Linked DNA regions of Sus scrofa: regions 1 and 2 are each linked to region 3. Evidence: chromatin contacts called from public HiChIP or PLAC-seq data. All regions are on one chromosome and are shown on one strand. The core of a region is the stretch at or near the end of the contact, and the rest is flanking DNA. Distances in the headings are between cores, read along the strand shown.

Region 1 (4,487 bases), core at 501-3,000, 570 kb before region 3:
AACTGGTCCAGGAGAAATGAAAATCCCATTCTCAACTCAGTCTGCTTTCCAGCAGTGGATCAAGCTGTGTCTCCTAATGATTCTTTAGAGATTACTAAGAATTGTGAAATACATTATATATATTTACTGTATCAGATTCATTTCTAATTTAGCCATACTAGGGCTTGTTATAAAGACAACCAGGTTATGACTTGCTCATCTATAACACTGTGTAGATTGCTGGGTAACTGCCCAACAATTGAACCAAAGTATTTCTCCCAAGTTAGAAGTTTCAGAATAAATAATAACCTTTCTATCTTATCGGCATTACAAAAGTATTTCACTAATAATATCTCTAACTTGAATTTTGGTTGGAATGAAAAGAATTCTTCGAGTTCCTGTTGTGGCTCAGCTTCTTAACTCAGGTTAAGAACCTGACCAGAATGTGGGTTCAATCCCTGGCCTCACTCATTGGGTTAAGGATCCGTTGTTGCCATGATCTGGTAGGTCCCAGATGCAGCTCGGATCTGGTATTGCTGTGGTTGTGGTGTAGGCCTGCAGCTGCAGCTGGGATTGGACCCCTTGCCTGGGAACTTCCATGTGCTACAGGTGTGGCCGTAAAAAAAAAATTCTGAGTTTGGGCCAAGAAGAAATTGCTTGGGGTCTTGGTTCTACCAAGAACCGTGTGACCTTAAGCTTTAGGCAAATTATTTAACCCACTATTTTTCAGCCTTTGGGGGAGTCATGGACTTCTTAGTAAATACAATTAAAGCTGGAAAATGCCCACTCGATCATAAACTCTTTAACGTGATTCCATGACCTTCATGGCCACCAGGTTAAGAACCTCTGATTTAGTCTCTCTGCATATTAGTTTACTCATCTGTAAAACATAGGTAATCAACTGCCCTGCCTTCCTCAGAGTTATTAGGAGTATCAGGTGAAAAATTGAGAGAGGTCCAAAAGTATTCCGTATTTAGTAATAAGGCTCTATCCAAGTGTTTGGTTTATTGAATTATTTAACTCAAAATATGCTACTTATGAAACAAAGAGGGAAGATGCTTGAATTTTTTTTCAAGTGCTGGACAAAAAGTGATGGGTGGGTGGGGGTGGTGAGGAGAGCAAGGGTTCAGGGGGAAGTTTACACAACATTGGAAAATGAGTCATTAGAAATTTATGAAGCTTTGTGCTTTCTAGCTTTGGCCTCTGTGAGCCTTAGATTCTCTAGAAATTAGATTCTTGTCCAGACTAAAAGAGGTAAATAATGCATGTAGCTCAATATAACCACTCAAAACATTAGTTTATCTTTCTCCATAGTTCCCCTGTATCTACCCTGACAATGATGATGACAGCAGCCACCACACAGTGGCTGAAGTTTATTAAACACCCACCTTGTGCCAGAATCTGTCTAGAAACCGAAGTCCAGTTGCTTAGAATATTGCAACTACCGTCTAATGGGCCTCTCCCTTCTTGCTCCCTAGTAGTTCATCTTTCAGTTTATAGGCTAGAATTACTTTTCTCCTTTTAAAAATTGTATAATAGGAGTTCCCGTTGTGGCTCAGTGGTTAACGAATCTGACTAGGAACCAGGAGGTTGCGGGTTCGATCCCTGGTCTCGCTCAGTGGGTAAGGATCCAGCGTTACAGTGAGCTATGGTGTAGGTTGCAGACATGGCTCGGATCCCAAGTTGCTGTGGCTGTGATGTAGGCCGGTGGCTACAGCTCCGATTCGACCCGTAGCCTGGGAACCTCCATATGCCGCGGGAGAGGCCCAGAAAATGGCAAAAAGACAAAAAAAAAAAAAAAAAAATTGTATTATAAAGTATTTCCAGTTTACCAAGGGATTAGTGAATAAAACAATCACAGTGTACCCACCCCCAGCTTAATTGAAGTCTCCTGTGTGTTCCTCTTTAATCCCATTCACCTTCCACTCTCCACCAGTAAAACTCCTGATTTTGATATTTATCATTCCCATGAAGTGTATGTACTTTTATTACATCTACATATCTACTCAATATAGTGTTTCACATAAATTTTATTTTTGCCGTAAGTAAAAATTTCTGTAGTCGGTTTCTTTTCTCAATAGTCTCTTTATGAGACTCATCATCACTAACAGGTATAGCTGCATTTTATTCATTCCCACTGCTATATTTTATTGTATTAATATACTTGTAATTTACATATCCATTATCCTGTTAATTGGCCATTAGTTCATTTCCAATTTTTCACTCCAAAAATTCCATGATGCCATGAATATTTTTATATCTCCTTATACATACATGCAAAACTTCCTCTAGGATAATATACCGAGGAATTAGAGAATTCTTTCAATAAATATATCTCAATATTATTGCAGATGTTAAAAATAAATTGCTCTTTAAAATGATTGTAATAATTTATATTCCAATCAGCAGTATATGAGCATGCCTGCTACTCTAGTGCCTTCCTGCTACTCAGATACTTTTTAGATTCTGTCATTCTTGTTTATATGCATTTCTCCTATTACTCATGAAAGTGAGAATTATTTCATGTGTTTATTAGCCTTTCGGTTTTCCTTTTCTGTGAATTTCAATTTCATATCCGTTGCCCTTTTTTTTCTTTCTTTCTTTCTTTCTGGGGCCACACCCATGGCATATGGAGGTTCCCAGGCTTGGGGTTGAATCAGAGCTACAGCTGCTGGCCTACACCACAACCACAGCAACACCAGATCCGAGCTGTGTCTGTAACCTACACCACAGCTCACGGCAGCAGCAGATCCTTAACCCACTGAGTGAGTCCAGGGATCAAACCCTCAACCTCAAGGTTCCTAGTTGGTTTCGTTTCCTCTGCACCACAGTGGGAACTCCTGTTGCCCATTTTTTTAATGTTGCTTTTTCTTATTGATTTGTAGACTTTTTGTTGTTTACTGTTTTATGGGAAAATAACTCTTGGTTTTTGGCTGACAAACGTCTTTTTCTAGTTTATGGTTTGTCTTCACTTTAGGTTGCCTTGGATGTACAGAAATATTTACTATTAATGTAATCAAACATATGTATGTTTCCAAGAGAGTTTGTACCTCTATGTCTCAAGTAATCCTTTCCCACCCTGAGGTTGTAACGATGTTCTCCAGGGAGTTTCCTGTGGCACATTGGGATAAGGATCTGGTGTTGTCAGTGCAGTGCCTTGGATTGCTGTTGTGGTGCAGGTTGGATCCCTGTCCTGGGAACTTCCACATGCTACAGGCATGGCCAAAGAAAAAAAAAAAAAGAGAGAGAGAGAGATGTTCTCCCATATTTTCTTCTACAAAGTATGTTTTTATGTCTTTATGTTACCTGGATTGGTCTTGTTTTTTATAGGGATAACCAAATGTATTAGCAACAGTTAATTAATTGTCTGTCCTTTCCCCACTGACCTGTAATGCCATTTTTGTAATGTACCAAGTTTTCATGTATGTGTCGGTCTATTTAGTAGCTCTTTATTCTATTCTATTCGTCTATTTGTTTATTCCTCTCCCAATATTGAACCATCTTCATTATGTGTTGATATCTGATAGGGCAAATTAAAAATTGACTTGGTTTATTTTGTCCCCTTATTTTTCCGCATAAATTTTGAGGTCAGAGTGTCAAGCCCTAAAAAGGAAAAGAAAATCCTCTTGAGATTTTTTTTTTAATTATAATTTACCAAATTAATTTGGAGAAAATTGACATCTTTGTGATATCAGGTCTTTTCATTAACTTAGGCCTACTTTAAGATCATCCAAAAATGTTTGCAATGTACTTCTATAAAGAGCTTAAAAGTCTTTCATTTATTCCCGTGCAGCTTTTTTTGTTATTGTTCTTATAAATGGTATTTTTTAAATTATATTTTAAAGCTATCACTGATATATAAGAATATGATATTGCAAATCTACTGAACTATTTTATTAATTTTAGTGGTTTACTTATAAAGTGGGAGCTTTTTAAAGTATAAATTATATAGTATCAGTTTCTTATTTAGAGCCAGTTTATGTCTTCTACTGCAATTAGAATAATATCTAAATTCTTTATCATACCCTACAGAGCCCAGCATGATCTGGACTTTGCCTGCCTCTCCTAGTAAACTAATATTCTCCAAATATCACAATAGTCTCCCTTTTTTTCCCACTAGTCTCCAGCCCCTTAGGCCTTTCTTTCCAGTCATAAAAATATGCCAAATTATTTCTTGCCCTAAGAAGTTTCCATCCCCTGGACATTCCTAGATCTACATTCCTAGATCTAATGAGGCTGGCTCCTCATTAAATGGATCTAAGCTCAAATGTACTGCTTTCTCAAAGAAGACTTCCCTGGTAGCTCAGTGGGTTAAGGATCACTGCTGTGGCTCTAGTCACTGCTGTAGTGCAGGTTGATCCCTGGCCTGGATACTTCTGCGTACCATAGCTGTGGCCATCCGCCACCCCTAAAACCGAAAAAACTTCCCTGATCTTGTGGCCAGCCCCTCCTCTCTGCCCCCCAATCACTTTGTGTCCTAAAACGCTGATATATTTTCTTCATTGCGT
Region 2 (4,327 bases), core at 935-3,434, 520 kb after region 3:
TAATTGTGAGATACCTTATATACATTGTCTTATTTAATTTTCACAAACCTGTAGGGTAGATGCTTTTATTACTTTTATTTTAGGGATGAGGAAATTGAGACTCAAAAAGGTCTGGTAACTTGGCCAAGGACACAGGACCGGTATATAGGAGCAAAGACTAGAACATGGATCTACGGTTACCATGTTTTTTGACCAATATGTTAGAATGCCCCTTTCGGGGATTCTTCACTTGGTTGCCAATAAAATAAATTTGCAATTTATTTATTTGCAAGTACAAGTTTTCACCTACCATTTTAACTAATATTTTACAGTCTTCTTGGTTGCCAAGAAGGGGCTCTTCAGCACTGGTGGAACTGATCAAACCCTCCTGGGTGTGTCTTAAAAGACAGATGTCCCTCTTTCAGTTCAATTCAATAAACTTTCATAGACAGGCTCCAGGTTAGGCTCTGTGGGATAATATGAAGCTGAGTAGGAAAGATGCTTTGTCCTTCAGAAATTTGAGAATATAGGAGAGGAGGGCTAGAACTAAGTGACTTTCAAGTGCACTACAAAACACAGCATTATAAATCATCATTTGGTCATGTTATTTCCTGCATTCATTCACTCAGTCACTCATTTATCCATTCAGTGTTTGTTTACCCTGGTAAAGTGATACCAGTTGAATCTAACAGGGTAACACTGGATCCATCAGACACACTGTTTCAGAATGTAAACATTCTTTAAAATCACTTTCAATAATTTTTCAAAAACCAGTGTCCAAAAATAGTCGTTCCCTCCTGGGATAAAAGACAGCTGAAAATCCAAATTCACAAAAATACAGAGTACGGAGAATTATTAATTTGCATGGCAAAAACTATTACAAAATAATTCACTGCCTTTAAAAAGTAAGTGAATGCCGGTATTAAGTTACTTAAATCACTGGGCAGAGAAACAAGGGAGAGGACCCATAGCCACGTGAAGCCTCTAGGATTACAGTGGAGATAATCAGAATCATGTGGCTTGATATACAAAATTGGGAACTAAGGACAACTTTTTGGAACAAGCTCATTGGATTTAAAGGTAAGGAACATTTCGGTGATCCACGAGGCTGCAGGGTTTTGTGCAAAAAATGCAGGGATGTGGGGGCGGGGGTGGAAGGTAAATGAAAGTTGCCTGGTTTTCCCAATCTTCCTAGGCTTCCTTCAGTCATGCCTTCTGCTGCTGCATGAAAGAAAATACGTTTTCAACTAAAGGCTTGTATTTAACATCAAATAAAGTTCTACTCTCTTTCAAGCCATAAGGTTATATAGCATTTGAAACTAACAGGACATTCTCATTGCTAATCTTTCCTTCTCAGTCCATTCAATTTTATTACCCTCAGTCTAGGCTGCTACCCCTGGTTTTTGGTTTTAATGTCAGGCACACACTTCTGTCCCGACCTTTATCAGCTCACCCTGATACTCTACTGCCATTTTAAATCGGGTTGCCCCGCTCGTCGGGTTTGTGAAAGCGGAAGCTGCACTAGGCAGCGTTCTAAATTACGAGGCCACACAGGGTGGAGTAACGTGACCCTTTGGCTGGACTTTGGGCAGCTAGCCTTTTAGCAGCAGGGCCACCGAGAACTCCAGAGCGCACACACAGCGCCCCCAAGTGGTCCTTCTCTAGCGCCTCCTCCCGGGTCTAGCCGCCTCCGCAACGAGTTGCTTGGGCCACGCGGGCTTCACCGAGCTCCACTTGCAGCCTTAATCGGGTCCAAAACTTCGACCAGCTGCGCCCGCCCAGAGAGGGCCCTTCTTCTTTCCCCGTCGCTCCCAAAGGGTGGGACCGCCACTCCCGCTGGGCAGTCCGCGTCCTCAAACCTGCAGATTCCTGCGCGGGTTCCAAACCTGGCCGGGGTCGCTGGGCGGCCCGGGGTCGGCCCCCGCCCCCGCCGGAAGTCGGCGCGTGCGCGCTTGCCGGCCGGGAGCGCGCGTCCGGCGCGGAGGGGCAGCAGGGGCGGGGCCGCGGCTGCGGCCGCTCGCGGGGTGTCCCCGCCCCCGCCCCCTGGCGTTCCACGGTCGCCGTGACAACCGGAACGGCGGCAACGGCGGCGGGCGCGCGAGTCCGGCGCCGCCTCCCGGCAGCACCGCCAGGCAGGCAGCCGCCGCCCGGCCTTGCAGTTCTCCCCGCCTCCCCGCCGGCGGGGAGGGACCGGACCGCCCTCCGCCCGCCCGCCGGAGAGTGAGCGGCGCCGGGGCCGCCCCGCCAGCCCGCCGTTCCCCGGCCGCCGTCCGGGCGCGCGCAGCGAGCGGGCGCGACTATGCCAAGATGGTCCTGCAGGCGCGGAACAAGCACCGGGAAGCGGCCCCCAAGCCGCCCCAGCCGCCCCGCGCCTCTCAGTCGCCGCTAAGGGGGACGCCAGATGTCGGCGCCGGGGAACCCGGGCCCGAGCGCGCGCCCCCGTCCCCTCGGCGCAAGGGCGCCGCGGGCAGGAAGGGGCTCCGCGCGGAGCCCGCCGCGCCGGCGGCCGGGGGCGGCCTCGGGGGGCGCTTGGCGGCTCGACTAAGCGGGGCGCTGGGCCTGCGGCGCTCGGGGCGCGGCCGGACCTGGACCACGCTCCTGTTAGGTGAGCAGCCCAGCGCGCGGGCGCCGCCGGGACGCGGAACTTTGAGGCACGGGTCCCCCTCTCCCCCTCCGCTCCTCTCTCCTCCGGCTTCTGTGCCGCCGAGCCCCGCCGGCCGGTTTCCGTCAGTTTGCAGCCCTCTCCGACTTTTCCTGGGACGTCCTTACCTTCTCCTCCCCTCCCCCGCCCTGGCTCAGCCTTCCTCGCTCCCTTCCTACCCGCTCTCAGTGTCGGCTTTAAAAAAAATGGCCCCGAGATCAACAGCTGCCCGGTCTGGCCGCGAACTGGCAGGTCTGCGCTAACGAGACTTGGGCGCTGCTGATTGGCGCGGACCGGCTGCCTTCCCGTTATCTCGGCCCCTGCTCCGGAGGATGGTTTGCGATTACTTGGAGCCCAAAGCAAAAGCAGGTTGCCTGTCCTAGAAAGTTGCTAAACTTATAATTAAATTTTAGCGTGCTTTTTTTCTTCTTGGCTGCAACCACAGCTGGTGGCACTTAGTGATTCCCCTCCGCACATCACTTTCCCGGTTGTGTTGTGTTTTGGGCGCCTGAGCTGGGACACTGCTGACCTGGCGAACGATTGGTTTGGAGGGCTGCCCTCGTCTTTCGGGCCTTGACCAAACGGATGATACGTAGCGATGAGCTGAAAGAAATAAAGTTAAATTGTTCACATGTTGTGGACCGTTTTGAGGTTTCCTTTGTTTCCTGATTGACATTCTGATAAGGCAAGTTATAGCAGTTTGGATAATAGGCCAGATTTTTCTTAAGTCAGCAAGTAAAATGCTGTAACACTACTTTTCCAATATAATGTTGTTAATGGGCTTTGGCTGCTTAATTATTTAACTATTGGTGATTTATCCCTTATTACCCTTTCACATTCCCTTAGTGACCCAAAAGGATTTGGAGTTCAGTGTAGACCAGGGAATAGGACAGAGCAAATAGTCTTCCCCTGAGATCACAGCCATCACTAGAAGCGACTCAATGATAAAAACCACAGTCATCACCGTGTGAGTGCGCGCGCGCATTTGTGCTCTCGCACGCGTGCCCACGAACATTTTAATGGGCTCACAAAGGTTGATATTGCTATTAGGGCACTTTTTTTTTCTTCTATTGTAGATTCAAGCCTACAGAAATTCAGTATTTTCAGTACATCCCTTCTTTTTTTTTTTTGAGTAGCGAGCTTGAAAAACCTTGCCAGTGTGCAGGTTAGAGAAGTTCACCTTGGGGAGGCAGCATGGTACAGAGGATGAGGCAGACGCTCCTGATCCAGTTCACGGTGGTTAAGTTTCGTTTAAGTTTCAAGTTATTTCCTTTGTGAGCCTTGGTGTCTCTGTGACATGGGATTATCACCTGCCCTACTTACTCCAGGGCATGTCCTGAGGACCAGAACTAAAAGGGGTGGGTATTATTTGACTAGACACTTTTGTGTTTAAAACGTTTAACGAATTTTTAGTTGCTGTTATAAAAGGACATGCATAATACTGATCTGGTGACAAGATGAGGTTGCATTTTTCCTGAATGGCTACTATAAACATTAACCAATTTGTTGCAAAACATGGAATGGCATCACTTCTTCAGGGAGGTTAACAATAACAAATCATAGAATAATATCTGTTGCCCTTTTGTACATATTTTCTTTGCTTGTAATTGCGTTTCCTTTAAATCTTCCTATATTGGATGGCTTATATTTGGATCTAGTAATGCTCATACCTTAGTACATTTTGTATGAGCATAAAAGCATGATACT
Region 3 (4,557 bases), core at 602-3,101:
TTAACAATTTTTCCTACCTCAAAGTTAAATATTATCAAAATTCTGGGGACTATCCTTTCATACATTGTTTCATACACACATACACATAATTTAACAAAGATGGGGTCATTTTTACATACTGTTTTTATTGTGGCCAAGTTCAACAGCATCAAAAGTATTTTCAGGTACTTAATTCAGGTGGCTGTAAAGCAAAAAAAAAGTCACTTCTGTCAGATACTGCAGGTACTGTATCATTTTTATACTCATATATTCATTACATTTTTAAATGTTTTTGTCCATGTTAGTGAATATTTGATGAACTCTAAATAATGCCTGTCGCAGTGAAATATACATTCCATCTTAATACTAATAACATATACTTCACAGTGTCAAGTGAAATGACCACATTAAAGAATTCCTGGAAGTCTGAGTCACAAGCGTTAAGTGACAGGAGCTTATAGTGGGTGTGGTGGTTGGGGAGACCTTCTGGTTTAAATAGGAACTGGACATAAAAGAATTCTTAGAACAGACAGCTTAGGACATATGGTGGCACAATCATGCCACAAAGGATCCAGCCTCTTTCATTGTTCTGCTCTGCCAACCTCTTAACATAGGCCTTTGTTCTCCTGTTTGTTGCTTCATGACTGAGCTGTGGCTGCCCCATTTATGGCATCACATTCCTCCAGGAAGAAAGACAAGTGGAGGGCAAGGATGAGCTCTGGTCTGCAGAACATGTTCATCTGAAAGCTTTCCTAGAAGCCCCAGCAGCAACTCCAGCTTTCATCTAGAAGTGGGGTGGTCTAGAACTGCGTCAAATGGCTGCTGCTAGGTGTACAGGAGTCTGAATAAGTATTTGTGGCTAGTATTAAGCTTCTATTAGGATGACTAGACAATAGGTAGAAAAAGACCAGGGTCTGCTACCAAAAACCCAAGTCAAAGCAAGCTGTTCTCATTCCATGCTAAAAATAGAGAATTTCACTCTTATTTCAAAAGAGCATTGAGAGGGTACAGTTAAGATATGGTAGGTGATCTACCATAAAGAAAGAGGTGAACGAGGGGGTGTAAGGGATCCTGTTGCATTAGCTGTTGAGAGGAAGAATTTCCTCTGGTCACTAACTTCCACTAATCCCCGTGAAGCTGAGAGGGGAAGAGACCAGGTCCCCAAAGCCCCTTACATTAACTGCTTGCATTCGCCTGTAGTGGAAGCTTGGAGCTATGAAAATGCACGTCTAACAAACTTAACTTACTGCATGGACTCCTAAAACTCGTGCAGAAAATGGAGAGTAAGTCAGCTTTGGGAGGTAGACTGAAGAAAGTTCGCCTTCCCTGTCTAAGCCATAAAACAAAAATAACACTGCCATCCCGCTTCATCTCCCACTGTACTGAACACACAGTAGGTGCTCAGTAAACACTCATCAACTTTAGAGAAGACAAAGGAAAGAAATGGAACTGAGAGTCTGCCAGAACTGTACCAGGTGGCTTACCTACATAGCTCATTTATTGAGCAGCACGCTGTCAGGCAGGCATGACTGTCCCATTTAGAGAAGTAAACTGAGGCTCAGAAAGGTTAGGCAGGGTAAAACGAAAGTAGAAGCAGACTCCGGGCATCTGAACTGAAACCCTTCTCCTTAAGTAATGTTGTCTCACAGTCTCTGCTCCGCCAAAGCTCCAGTGCTTTACAGACAGCCGACACAAGACATTTTGAGCAGAAGTTTGATTCAGCATCGGGAAGGACACTAACTTTTGCAAAAACAACGCTAAGGGTGGAGGAACACTTAACAAGTCTTTAGGGTTTGGTCAAAACAGAATGTACTAGCGCCACCTACGCTAGTGGCGAGGCCTGAGGGCCGCTGGGGAGGCGGAGCCGAGCGAAGGGTCAGGCCTGGCGGGCTCAGACGCGCCCGCGTGGCTTCGGGGCGACCCGGAATTCGGTCCGGGGTATCCCTGGTCGGCGCGGGCGGAGAGCAGGCCGCAGGGCCGGGAAGACCGCGCCCCGCTGCGGGCGGCGCATGACGCACTTCCGCCCTGGGTCTTCCAGCTTAAAGGGAACCCGGACCTTCTTCATAACAACAACAAAACTGCGCGCCCGCGGCCGGCGCCTGGGCTCTAGTCCCCGCCCTCCTGCCACCTGCCGCCGCTTCGGTCGCGCCTGGCGGTGCGCCGCCCTGCCTAGCACTGCTCAGACCGAGCGGTCAGGCCGAGAGCGGACCGCGCCCTTCGGCCAACTTCTCCCGCTGCCACCGCGCCGCCTCGCGAGACCCGGGGCCGGGCCGTGGCCGCCGCCAAGCAGCAGGAAGAGAACCTCAGCGGAGGACGCTTGGCCGGACAGTGAGGCCAGTGGCCCTGCCCGGGCGCAGAGGGCGGCGGTGGCGGGCTTTGCGGCCATCTCACAGGTAGCCCTGCTTGTCGCACCTGACCACCCTAAGCGGCCCGTCCCCCTTCTCCAGCCCGCGTTGCGGGACCGTCGCGTAGGGGCCTTGTTGCGTTTCAGTTTGGGGGTCGCGGCGGGGGCGGGGCGGGGGCTCGGGTTGTCGCGCCCTCACCCCTCCTTCCCTTCTCATTGCTTTCTCTCTCTACTCCCGGCCTCCCTCTGCAGTCCGGAGCCCGGCGAAGCCTAGACCTGGCGGGGAGAACTGCACCCTGGGCCGGGCCCCAGACCCCGCCGCCGCTGCCGCCACTGTCCATCATCCTCGGTGCCGGCAATGGCCTTTGTATCGCCCGATGCACTTGTGACTGACTTGGACACGGGATATTAACAACCCACTCGCTTCCGTACCCATCCCAGCCACGCCGGCAGTAACCACCTCGGCTCGTTTAGGCTTAACTGCTGCTCCTTGTGACTCTGTTCGACTTTGGGGGCACCATGGACCAAAATGGGATGGAGATTCCTGTGACCCTCATCATTAAAGCACCGAATCAGAAATACAGTGACCAGACTATTAGCTGCTTCTTGAACTGGACCGTGGGGAAACTAAAAACGCATCTGTCTAACGTGTACCCTAGCAAACCAGTAAGTGTCTAAAAGCTGGGCGCAGCTGCTCTGGCCGGCAGCTTTTCGTGCCAAGTATTCCCTTAACGCCCGCTCATCCCCTCTCCCCCAACTCCCCTTGAATCAAATAGGTCTCTTTTTGACTGCAGAGTATTTTGCATTCCGAGGTTATGTCTCTCTTGAGTGTGTGAAACATCATTAATATCTTCCTGATGAGGTTCAGTTAATTAGTAAGAGTATAGGGAAATATCAAGGGACACGAGAACTGGCAGGCATACAATAGGACCATTTTCCTTGGACTTAAAATGGGGATGACAGATGCCTCTTTATCTTTTTTTAAAAAAGATGAAGTAGTACTACAACCCATCTTAAAGCTCTTATCGCTTATTAGACTAAAATTCCTTTTTACTTGCAATGCCTGGCCCAGAAATTTGCCGACTGTTGAAGAGCGAATTTTTTCTTGGAAATAAGTATGTGACCACAATAAAAGTTATACGTTCCACTCTAGTATATATGTTTTAAGAAGCAAAGAGTTATATGTTTTAGATTCATTTTCCTTCTGCCCCCTTTCTCATTTTTCTCCTGTAGAGGACACAGAAAATTTTTTTTTAATTTAGAAGAAAACAGTCCTTCTACCCCCATCATTTGGTTCATCTTTTATTCTTTTCATACAGCCATTTGTAAATCATCGTGGCAGTGTTTTCCTTTCTGAATCATATCAGGACATTGCAAAGATAATAAAATAGTACAGCTCCATCTGTGCCCAAAGTTAGATTTGAAAGTTATCAACATTGTTGGTAATTACGAAGTCTTGGGGAGTTCTCATTGTGGTTCAGTGCATTAAGAACCCTACGACATGTATACATCTAAGGATAACCTGACCCCCTTGCTGTACAGTGGGAAAATAAAAAAAAAAAAAAGAACCCTACAACTAGTATCTATGAGGATGTGGGTTGGATCCCTGGCCTTGCTCAGTGGGTTAAAGTATCCAGCATTGCCTCAAGCTTCGGTGTAGGTTGCAGATGAGGCTTGGATCTGGCATGGCTGTGGCTAGCAGCTGCAGCTCCAGCTCCAATTCTCCAATTCAGCCCCTAGCCTGGGAACTTCCATATGCTGCAGGTTCAGCTGTTAAAAAAAAAAAAAAAAAAAGTCTTGGGATAATTTAGACAAGTATAATGTTATGGAGAGTGTATGAAAGTGAGGCTTTCATGTTCTCCATTGTATGAAAATTTCATTCCTGAATAGGTAGTTTTCAGTGATTACTAAACCTTTTTTTAATTAATGAAGAGCCTTGGATTTTTAGGGTGGGAATTATTTTTAGCATCAGGCAGATTTAAGCCAGCAGAAGGGATGTGTTGGAAGGCAACTGTGCTTTCTTGGTTTTACTTAATACTTATTTTGTGCACATAAGTAAGGAAGGCACTTGATCTATATTAAGATATTGATGAATTAGAACTGTTTCGGTGTTATACAGTATTAATTTTAGTAAGGCATGTAGACTTCTAGAATAACTATAGAAATAGGGTGATGATTGCAAAAACAGGAGGTTTGGAAAAACAACTTAGTTGGCACTAGCTTTGTTTGTCAGA

What was found. HiChIP or PLAC-seq counts read pairs in DNA pulled down with a chosen protein or histone mark.
Region 1: an H3K27ac HiChIP or PLAC-seq map of alveolar macrophages shows a contact between it and region 3. The contact joins the promoter of ANLN here to the promoter of HERPUD2 in region 3. A contact is called at or near these places in 1 of 47 Hi-C or Micro-C datasets (embryonic fibroblasts) and 2 of 2 datasets of contacts at active chromatin or transcription factors (alveolar macrophages and skeletal muscle).
Region 2: a contact with region 3 is called in an H3K27ac HiChIP or PLAC-seq map of alveolar macrophages. The contact joins the promoter of DPY19L1 here to the promoter of HERPUD2 in region 3. A contact is called at or near these places in 1 of 5 promoter capture datasets (liver) and 1 of 2 datasets of contacts at active chromatin or transcription factors (alveolar macrophages).

Annotation. Positions count from the first base shown.
Region 1 is chr18:37,709,189-37,713,675 of Sscrofa11.1, forward strand. It overlaps ANLN (anillin), which reads right to left and starts at 1,751. Exons shown (of 24, transcript XM_021078546.1): 1 at 1-1,751.
Region 2 is chr18:38,799,159-38,803,485 of Sscrofa11.1, forward strand. DPY19L1 (probable C-mannosyltransferase DPY19L1) reads left to right here and starts at 2,185. Exons shown (of 47, transcript XM_021079309.1): 1 at 2,185-2,584. The coding sequence starts at 2,287.
Region 3 is chr18:38,282,669-38,287,225 of Sscrofa11.1, forward strand. HERPUD2 (homocysteine-responsive endoplasmic reticulum-resident ubiquitin-like domain member 2 protein) reads left to right here and starts at 1,852. Exons shown (of 9, transcript XM_021078631.1): 1 at 1,852-2,372; 2 at 2,576-2,989. The coding sequence starts at 2,843. It overlaps LOC102161969 (a long non-coding RNA gene), which reads right to left and starts at 1,774. Exons shown (of 5, transcript XR_002340256.1): 1 at 1,464-1,774; 2 at 120-181.